2 separate regions of the Mus musculus genome follow, and region 1 is linked to region 2. Evidence: chromatin contacts called from public promoter capture Hi-C data. All regions are on one chromosome and are shown on one strand. The core of a region is the stretch at or near the end of the contact, and the rest is flanking DNA. Distances in the headings are between cores, read along the strand shown.

Region 1 (5,534 bases), core at 2,047-4,546, 3.3 Mb before region 2:
CATAACACCGACCATGGCATTTTATACTGGACGAGTTCTCACTGTTTTCTGAGTGGTGGAGAGGATTTTTGTGCTATACAAACCGAAGAAAGTCTCAAACCATCTTAGGTGTTCCCACCAGCAAGGCAAGCAAGCCAGGTGAAAAGAAGTCTGAAGATTAACTGAAACTTCAAACAGCACCACAAGGCACAAAGAACAAACGTGAGTACTTAACGTCTTCCTTATGTTCCATTGTTAAACATACAAAGGAATCTGTGTCAACGAGATGACTAAAAAGGACACAATGATGACACCTCTATAAAACAGTGCTAACTCCGGTCACTCTGCTGTTTTCAAAAGTACCAACCTCCACTGCACCGGGGAGGAGGGGATAATGGAGACAGCCTGGCAAAACTCCCCAAAAGTTATATAAACAAAGGAGGGAGAAGCCCAGTGTGGGCTTCGCACCCATGTGCCACTAAAATTACATAACACCCGGTGCAGACACTGAATGAGGAATGATTCTGCACTACGCCCTCGCTCTCTCCCCTCCTACACCATCCTCCTTCGCTTTAAACACCCCCAAGGGCCCCCGCGAGAGAGTGGACCGCTTGGGGTGTTTATTTTCTTCGTGGAGTAAATCCTGCGAGAGTTGGAAGCACATTTAGGCCCGAAGTTTGAACGTGCAACAGCCGCAGGGCACAGCGACTCACTCTCTCCGGACCTGGAGCAGAAAGAACTGACCACGCCAGCCACCCGCGAGGCCTCCATCTCCCCCGCGCAGTGCCTCCCGCTGGAAAGTTTTCCCTGCAATCGATTGCCTGCCTGACTTTGCACGGAAGGCGAGCCAAAGATGGGAGGGGGGTCGGCAGAGAAAGACCTAGAAAGCTCAGCGGGCGGCGGCGGCGACAGCGGGAGGAGCCGGCTCCTTACCTGGGCGACGCTGAACGGCCAGGGCTCTCGAGCTGGCGCCGCCCGGGGCTGCGAGGGAGCGGTGTGCACAGCGCGGCTTAGGCCGGCGCCCGCGGCCCGGCCCCCGCCACCTCCTCTTCCTCCCTCGCGCGCGTCATGTCACGGCGATCAAACACGTCTGTGCGCTTCGCCGCGGTGACTTCCTGATTCTCCGCCGCTCGCGCGCGCCACGCACTCGCCCTCGCCGCCGCACGCACCGCCACCGCCTCCCGCCGCCAGACCCAGCCGGCTCTGCGTCCGGCTCCCGGGAGTGCTCCGGCTAGAGACGCAGCCCGCGCAGCTCGCCACTCACTGGTCCCTAGCGCACTGCACACTCACGCCAGCCCGCCGCCCCCTCCAGCCCCTCCATCCGACTTGCAGCACTGCCAAACTTTTTTTTTCCGGGTTGATTGGTGTCCAACTTCCCTCCGCCCCCATCCCCCAGGCAGCCCTACCAGCCCGGCGCTCACCACTATCCGCAGCGAATAGCAACCGGTATAAAAAAATAATAATGTAATCCAGGCCGCAGGGGTGAATGCAGACACCCGCACCCGGCGATCTCCTGCAGGTACCGGAAACCAGCGTGAGCGCCCGGGCCGGAGCGCGGGTGTCCCCTAGAGTCCTCAGCGCTGCGCCCCGCCCGGAGCGGTGTCACTGCGTCCAGGCTGCGCGGCCTGGTGCGGGGCACCGGGGGGCACTGTGCTGGTGTGCGCTTGGTGGCTGGAGGGCGCCCAGGGGCTGGCGCGCTGGACCGGTGATTTGGGGAAGTACATCGCGACACCTATGCAGATGGCGTGGCCCTGTTTTGCAACGCCAATGGGAGGGGAGGCAGCCCAGCGATGGGGGAGGAGGAGGAGGCAAGGGAAGGGGTGAACTATGTTGGGATGGGAATAAAGCAAACTCGAAAGCAGGGAGCAAGAAGGAAGGGGTGAGTGTCATCGCTAGGAGGAGGCTCCCACCGGCTCTCCCCGCCTCCCTCCTTCGCCACCCCCTGTTTCCTCCCCACTGCAGCCCTTCCCCTTCCCGGGCGAACGCCGCGGCCGCTGCCCGGGTGCGTGCGGGTCCTGTTGTGACAGTCAGGCAGAGAGGATTATCCGGATCATGGCCTCCCCAGCCCTCAGCCGCCGTGGCTCTCCCGGGTCCCTGTGCGCCCCTGACACTCAGACCATCCCAGGCGCCCCGCGTCTGCAGCTTCCTCGGCGCTTGCCAAGGAAAGACACCAAGCAAAAGAAAACAAACCCAGAGAGGGGAGGGGAGGCTAACAGAGCCTAGTGGACACCTCGGACCTCTTTCCTTGGGGCTTCCTTCCACCCTCTGTAATGAGACCCGGGCTGGACACCCCGAACTTCAACATCCTAGCCCGCGCTGCCTCTAGGTACCAGACAAGAGGGTCCGCGGCGCCACGGCCATAGCCCCCGGGGCCAACCCTTTCACCTAAAGGCCTGTCACCAATCAACATTCCCTTCCCTGCCCTAGGGAACCCCGGGAGTGGAGGTGACACCTCGGAGCCCCAAGGCACCAACCCTGTGGTAGTGGCCGCCGCCCGCTCAGTGCGCCATCCCAGACTACTACCGCCAAGATCTGCTCTCGTCCCCGCAGCCGGAGCCCTTTAAACAAGTCCCCGGGAGGCGAATAGCAGCCGTGTTGGTTGGCGCCCTGCCGCCAGCCCGGGCTCCTCACCCTCCTTCCCTCCTTTCCTGTTCCCTTCCAACTCTAACGGGGAGGATGGCTCGGGGTGAACTGTCGCGTTTCCAGTCCCCCGCCTCCCAACCCCTCCGCCCCCCGGCCCGGAGTTCCCAAATCCCCCTCTCCTCTTGCCACTAGCCCTCCCCACCTCTGCTTTTTAGGGGATAGGAGGGGGGGGGGGATGCAACCTGGCGGAGAGTGTGTTGCAACCCTGAGTTGGCAGCGCATCACTGTCAACCTGCCCAGGGTCAAGGCTGTGACATGTTGGGATTTCTTCTCCTTGCCCCCTCGAAGTAGTAATTATTACTGTTATTATTAGAACGGCGAGGTTCGGTTGAAACTTTGTTTCTTTTATCGCCACCCGGGAGCTGTGGTTAGAGCATTCCACCTGAGGCCCGCGGGGAAGAGGCGGGCTTTTTTGTTGTTGTAGCGGTTGGCCCGCCTGTTTGTTTTGGTCTTCCAGCATGCACAATAAATAATGATTAGGATAAGGATGCATAATCCGGGGCGAAGGCGGCGCGGTGCCCAAGGGGTTCGGCGGCCGCTGCGGCTGCTGTAAGGCCGGAGCCGTGGAGAGAAGAGAAAGGAGTTGTAAGTTATATTTACCTTGCTCGCGAGCAGTGTGCTGGCTGAATCTTCCCTCTCTGAGTCACCCAGAGTACAGAAACAGAGGGAGCGAGGACTAGATTATGAATATGACTTCATTGATGACAGCCGTCCCCTCCTCTTCCTAAACTCGGGCTCCGCCCCGCGTCCCACCCTCGCCGCCTCCACGGGCGCCGGAAGACGCGCCGCAGTTGGCCCCGCGAGCCGCTCCTCCCTGCCCGGCCCGGCGCGGGTTGGTGGGACGCTCCTGTCACTCGCCCTGCTCAGCGACTCCGGGAGCGCGCGGGGGGAGCAGGGGGCGGTGTGCAAGAATGTGGATCTAGACAGCTCTACTGTATGCGTGGATCTGTGTGTGTCTGCGAGGCGCCGGCTCTCCGCCGTGTTTGTGCCTGGAGCAGAGAAACTGCGCAGGACAAGCAACCAGCCCGCAGCCCTGCTGGACTCGGGAGCCGCACATCCTTTAGCTGGCAGTAGCCTTCCGAGCTTCTCCGAGGAGACTGGGGGAACCCCCCGAAGCGAAGGGGAGGGCAGCCGTAGTAATCGAGCGTAGTAGTTCTGGGGAATGTGGAGACCGTGCTGGAATTTAAGTGTGCCTGCGCCTGCCAGCTCGAGCCTGCAGAGAGAAAGGGAGGGGACGGCGGGGGCAGGGCTCCGGGTGGCACCAAAGCTGTTTGTGGCAGTGTTGGCCGCGGGGGTGGGAGGGAATGGGCATTATCATACGAGCTGAAACTTTTTCGACCCCCGCCTCCTCCCCGTTTCTCTCAAGGCTGTCATAAATTTGCGTTCTTCCCACCCATCCCCAGCCCCCAGTGAAAAGGGAGGCGGCACAAAGAGCGAGCTTGCCAAATCTGTCTCATCCCTAAAGGACTGCAAGCTTCCAAATGCCAGAGAAGAGAAACAGCTGAGAGGCCGGCCGCCTAGTAAATAAATAAACCCAGATAAACCCTCCTAACCCCTCTGTTTACTTCGGAAAGGCACGAAGCACTTTCACCTCCCCTCACCTGTCGTCTTCGAATAAAATATACATAAAAATGTGGGAGGAGAGAACGACCCGCGAGGGTAGGGCGGGAGAGTCAGGGGGCAGCTGAACCATGGGATCTGCTTTTGATTTAAAAAGGGAAATAAATCTCAATCTCTACAGACCGAAGTCTCCTCTCTCTTCCACCCCACATTTAAGACCAATTAAGGCTACAAACTGCAATTTGCCTGCACGTAGTGGTTTGGAGAGCTAGTGTTTCAGTTTTCCTTGAAATACAGTATGTCTGCCGGACCCTAGGTCACTATTTGGTGAGGCGGTTTTATTTTTAGTTTTATGAAGTGTGAAAGAATGTTAGGAGATTTTAAATCAGAGGCCTATTATATTAGACTCAGATTAATGTAGGTGCTTGACTCTTAAAATTAAAACTGCTCCTATGTGGTCATGTTATGAAAAAGTATGATCTATTCCTTATTTTGCAATGTAATGGCGTAAATTAGTCATTCAAAGTGCACTGTGACTATTTGGTTGAGGATCCCTCCCACCCTGGGGTAAAATCCTATTTTAAGATGGTTTATACTTTTACAGAATTGACTGTGAGAGCCACTGGGTGTGAAGTGCTATTCTAAGGATGCTCAAGCTTAGGTACTGGGTATGTTGATGACAAGGAGCAACGGGAACAATGTCAGATTCCTGTGTGCTCATTAGGAAGAGTTTACATCACTGGCCCAGGCCTGGGAGGAAGCACTACCAAGGCTCCACTGCATGGAGCAGGCAAGCAGGGAGAGCAATCACACAAGCCTAGAGTTTTATAGTTTTCCAAGGTGCTGCTATTTGCTTGTTAAATTTGGCTTCCATGTTTTCTGTGTATCCCATGGCAAACTTCTAAACCAAACAAAAGGGACTAGGATATAGTGTGCCTCCCTGGAGGTTGTAAGAAATTGTTTCTCTGCCTGAGGATAGGCCAGTATAACAGTAATGGAATATATTCTAAGAAACGCTAAGCCCAATTAATAGTGTAGTAAATGCATAATCTAAATACTAGCTTCTAACTGCCTAATAGGTTTCAGCTTTACCAGACTATAGCCAGAAACCTAATTGTGTATAATAAAAGGCTTTAACTTATAAAGATAAGCATTCATTAGCAAGCATTAGGTTTTACATTTGTTTCCTTCACATGTCAACCTCACAGCCCAGGTTTAACAATTTGATGATATCACACAGTGCGTGCGTGTGTGTGTGTGTGTGTGTGTGTGTTTCTATGTGCGCATCTCTTGTCTTTCTTTCCACTTCTACTTCTTTCTATTTCTCTCTGTGTGTGTCTCCCTCTGTGTCT
Region 2 (5,032 bases), core at 2,043-4,542:
CTAACCGAAGATAATTATATAAATCAATAACAATAACAGTATTCAATGAAATTCTAATTACCTAAAATGATTTTATGAAAATGACATGAAAAGTAATATATCAAGTGATGATCAAATACAGTATAGATAATACAATGTCTGTGTGTATTGTATTATTTTTATCTTTGAGAAACAGAAGGAACTCACCATACATGTACAAGAAGACAGATATTAAAACTACACTAAGGCTAGAGAGATGGCTCAGCAGTTAAGTCCACTGACTGTTCTTCTAGAGGTTCTGTGTTCAATTCCCAGCAACCACACGGTAGCTCACAACCATCTGTGATGGGATCTGATGCCCTCTTCTGGTATGTCTGAAGACAGTGACAGTGTACTTACATACATAAAATAAATCTTTTTTTTTTAAACTACACTAAAATCTTAAGAATTAACTTGAATAAAGAAATTACAAGTTTTTTCCCTTTACAATTGTTTTCCTGTGTGCTCCCCAAGTTCCTATGCTTCATGGGAATTGTTTCTATGGTTGGATTTCTTTTTATTGTATGTATGGTGTTGTGTGAGTGAAAGCACACGTGTAAGAGTCAGAGGATACCTTCTAGGAATTGGTTCTCTCTTTCTACTGTGGGACCCCAGATTGCAGCAGATACATTTATGTGCTTCATCATCTTGCTGGTCCAACCTTATCCTTCTTTCAGGATGGTATCTGTTAGCTCTCAGACAGTTCCTATATATAGAAAAGCTCAACCTGGACTATAGAAGGATTCCTGGCATTTAGATAAAAAGCAGCATTCCTCTGGAACTCGTGAAATGCTTTGCTATCTCCCAAGGGAATCATTTCCCTTGCCACTGGCAGAAGGAACCTACGGCTGCACTGACCTGCACATCACAGTCCATGCTGGCCTCCAGGCTCCCCCGCCCCCCCTCACAGATGCTCATTATGCTTTCCCAACCCCCACACTAACATCTTGGCCCCTCTCACCTCCTACTCAGTCTCTTTAAAACCCTCATTCTCCCTGCCCTGCTTTCCTGGAGAGATGGTCTTGGCAGCTTGGAGTAAGCTTTTCCCTTCCAAGCACTGAGCGGCCATTTCAGTGGTTTCTTTACTGTGCTTTCTGATACAGTGGCAACCATGACGAGCCAGTTAAAACCCACAGTATGACTGTCTTTCTGCAGTCATCCAAATTTGGGGATTTGTTCCCAACTTTTAAGTTTAGAAACATAACTTTAACAGCATTCTAAAAGTCTCATCCTGGCACGAAATGGTAACGCTGGTCCCATTAACTCTTTAACTTTAATGGTGAAGCTCTTAAGTCCCACCATTGCTGGTTATATTCTTATTTGTCCATAGAATAAATTCCCTCATAACTAATTACTTGTTCAGAATCTGACTCTCCTCTCCTCCCTCCTTCTCCTTGATAGGATTTGTGATCTTCCTGGCCAGTATACTGAGTGTTGAGACTGCAGGCATACACCACCATGCCTGGCAACCTTTAAGTTCTTGAAGCCAAGAATATACCAGCTATGTGTAGAAGTACTAGCAGCATGGTATCCTAAGCACTGGGTCTTTTTATTTCTTCCTGTTACTTGAACATTTTACAAGGTATTCCTTAATTTTTACACACACACACACAGAGGCACACACACACATCAAGTACCCATAACAAGTTTATATGCTTTCTACAATGATTATGTTTTCTTTCATTTTAACTTTTACTGAGCAGATTCCATTTGTATGAGAGAAAGAAGCAGGGGCCTGCAAAAAGGAGTGTTGGTTCTAGTGGTCAAAAGAGGACTCTACTGCATGGGATTTCTAACTGGCCTCCCCAGGTCTCCTTTCAATGAGTTTTCCACACAGCAAGCAGAATGACTGAAAAGCTTTAATTAGATCACAGGCCTCTCCTACTTAAAACTATTTAATGGTTTATCTTTATTTCCCCATTACCCTAGTCTCTGGCCGGTTATTATTGGTTGGGTGAATGTTGCCTATGGGCTTCAGGGGCATAATCTTTGAAAGGGCTAATGAGATGAACATGGGCACAGGGAGGTAGAGCCATTCCTAAAGAAGCAGGGAATTTAAAGACCCTGAAAGGACCCCTATGGAAGATTTAAAGGAAGGATTGAAGAAAGCGAAGGGGATGGTAACCCCATAGGTAGACCAACAATATCAACTAACCTGAACCCCTAGGAGCTCCCAGAGAATAAGCCACCAACCAAAGAACATACATGGGCTGGTCCAAGGCCACCAGCACATATGTAGCAGAGAGCAGCCTTGTCTGGCCTTAGTGGAAGAGGATGTGCTTAGTCCTGCAGAGACTGGATGCCCCAGGGAGGGGGGATACCAAGGGAGAGGCACCCTCTCAGAGTCAAAGAGGAGGAGCGATGGGGGGGGGGGGGAAGAACTCTGGGGGGGGGAGAGAGACAACATTTGGGTTGTAAATAAGTGAAATGCTTAATTAAATAAAAGAAAGAAAGAAAAGAAAAAAGAAACCCTGAAGGGAGAGGCCATCTGGTGGCTGCACTGGAACTGGTGGCTGCACTAAGGAAGCAGAAGTAGTAAAAGTTCAAGACCAGCCTGGGCTCTCTAGTGAGTAGTAGTCCATCTAGAGCTATATAAAGAGTCTGTCTCAAATAAATAAATAAATGTATGTGCTGGGAGATAGCATGATGGCCCAGTGGTTAAGAGAACGGACTGCTATTCTAGAGGACCTGGGTTCCACTGTCTGTAACTCCGAGATCTGACACCCTCACACAGACATACATACATGCAGGCAAAACATCAATGCACATAAAATAAAAATAAATAAATTATACAATAAAAGGACTAGGAAGTGTGAGTGGGCAAGTAATTAATACACTCTTCACAATCTTGAGAGCATCAGATGGTTGTTAGTGCCATGCTTCCAACAACAGGCACAGTCAACAGGCATCTTTTCTTTGGAGTTCATTTGAGCACCAGGGAAGGAAACTGCAATGTAGAACATAAGACAGATGAAGCCTGGAGTTCTGGGAGGGACCGTTGCAAAGTAGTAACACACACACACACACACACACACACACACACACACACACACACACACACACACACACACACACGAGAAACACACAGAGACACACACAGAGACACACACAGAGACACATACACACACACACACACACACAGACACACACACACACACATCGCACCTCTGAGGCCACCGGGGAGCGTTGGTCGGGGCGTGGCCTCGGGTTTGCGGGGCGGAACCGCGCAAGCGCATCGGGGCCGCGGGGGCGGGGTCAGGCGGGGTCAGTTAGCGCGGGAGCCGGGCGCGGAGGCTCCTGGGCTGCGGCTCGCCGGGAACGGAAGCCGCTGCGGGACGCGGAGGAAGCCAGGATGGCGACTCCGAGCGGGAAGGCTGCTCCCCCCAACCCCCAGGTTTCCAAGCGGTCTCTCCCGAGAGATGCTTCCTCCGAGGTCCCGAGCAAGAGAAAGAACTCGAACCCGTTGCCGACGCTGCCGCGGCCGTCCGGGACCTTCGTCGAGGGCTCAATCGTCCGCATCGCCATGGAGAACTTCTTGTGAGTGGCGGCAGGCCGCGCTGGGCGGGAGCAAGCGGCCCGCAGGCCCGGGGCGGTGGGCTGTGCCCGGCGGTGGGGAACCTGTGCCAGGCTAACCCTGAGGCATTCCCTGCCTAGGCCACGAAGACTGGCCGTGTTGGCTGTAGTAGGCGTGTGGCCTGATGTTTTTATCCACCCAGTGGTTTTGGAAGGCGTCGGCTCTAGGCAGTAGATACGAAGGGGCCGGGTCTCTAGTTTGTTAATCTGCGAATCTCGATCTACCACGGACCTGTGCACTTCACAAAACTCGACAGTTACAGCAGAGTGGCAAATTTTAAAAAGTGTACACGATTTCCAGAATGGGCAGATGACATGGTAATGGTTGTTGATTGGAGATTAGAGTGTACCAAAGAAATTAAAAATCGTGTTCCCAGTTTTTGTACCTCCTTGCAGATTCTTGCCCCGTCCAATCCTCCTTTCTTCCTTGCCCCGACCCCAACTAGTTGAGTAGATTCTAAATGTTACCAGAAATATCATTATCTGTTTATCATCTTAGAGTTATCTTTTCGAGGTATTTTTTCTTAAATGTAGGCTTGCATAATTTATAGACCCTTAATAACAATACCATTTTTTTTTCAAGCAGTTGTGTATCAGGTGTTCGTTTGTTTTATTTACACATCGCTGCGTTTCTACCTGTCTTTGTTGATGACATAAACTCATGGCTATTGTTTTTTTGCCCCGGTCTGTATAGATTCTAATAGCAAAATTGCTAATTTGAATCCTGATCAGGAAAGGTAACTGTACTCAGCATGAGGTTATCTGCTGTAACTTATCTACCCAGGATTTCATGGGAGGCACAGACTGAAAAGGCTAAGTCCATCCCCAACCATCAGAGCTTTGTGAAGAAGATACTAAAGTAGAAAAGGAGGGAAGACGATTACCCAAAGAAGGAACTGCCTGAAAGCCAGTTTGTAATGTTTCGTGAGTGACCTTAGGTAGAATGTAAGAACATAGGTGAATAGAGGTTGGAAACGATTGTTCCGGCTTGTCTGTTACTATACTAAAGAACTCCAGCATCATCCTGCAGGCAGGCGGTCGGGAACCTGTGATTTTGAAAGGGTGCCAGATAGCAAGCAAGAATATTTAAAGTAAGAAAGCAAGAATGCAGAGCTGAAAGGGTTATTTGATAAGATCTGCCTATAGATTGTGAGGCCTGAGAGTGGAGGAGTGTGTCCTAGTTCTTCCCAAGTCTGGCTCTGGCTAACCAATCTGGTTATTCAAGAGAGAGTAGTGGGGGGGTGGAGTGGACGGAGAATAAATGATGAATGCAGTTGAGCGCCTCTGTCTTGAACTTTCCTGTGGGATAGCTAAGAGAGATGTATGCATGGAGTTTCTAAAGGCCTCGACGAGCTCAGAGAGAAAAGAATAAGTCACAGGCTTGGGAGTCCTGTGTATAGGTGGCTATTGATGTTACAGAAATCTTTGAAATTACAAAAAG

The links. Promoter capture Hi-C pulls out the DNA fragments that hold promoters and counts their contacts.
Region 1: a contact with region 2 is called in a promoter capture Hi-C map of pre-B cells, with 3 times the contacts expected there.

What each region holds. Positions count from the first base shown.
Region 1 is chr19:26,602,922-26,608,455 of GRCm38.p6, reverse strand. It overlaps Smarca2 (SWI/SNF related, matrix associated, actin dependent regulator of chromatin, subfamily a, member 2), which reads right to left and starts at 3,296. Exons shown (of 33, transcript NM_011416.2): 1 at 3,223-3,296. It overlaps Gm52395 (a long non-coding RNA gene), which reads left to right and starts at 1,946. Exons shown (of 7, transcript XR_003952911.1): 1 at 1,946-2,305; 2 at 2,407-3,207.
Region 2 is chr19:23,272,157-23,277,188 of GRCm38.p6, reverse strand. Smc5 (structural maintenance of chromosomes 5) reads left to right here and starts at 3,292. Exons shown (of 25, transcript NM_001252684.1): 1 at 3,292-3,555. The coding sequence starts at 3,371. Gm33950 (a long non-coding RNA gene) reads right to left here and starts at 3,281. Exons shown (of 2, transcript XR_386613.2): 1 at 3,184-3,281; 2 at 2,830-2,965.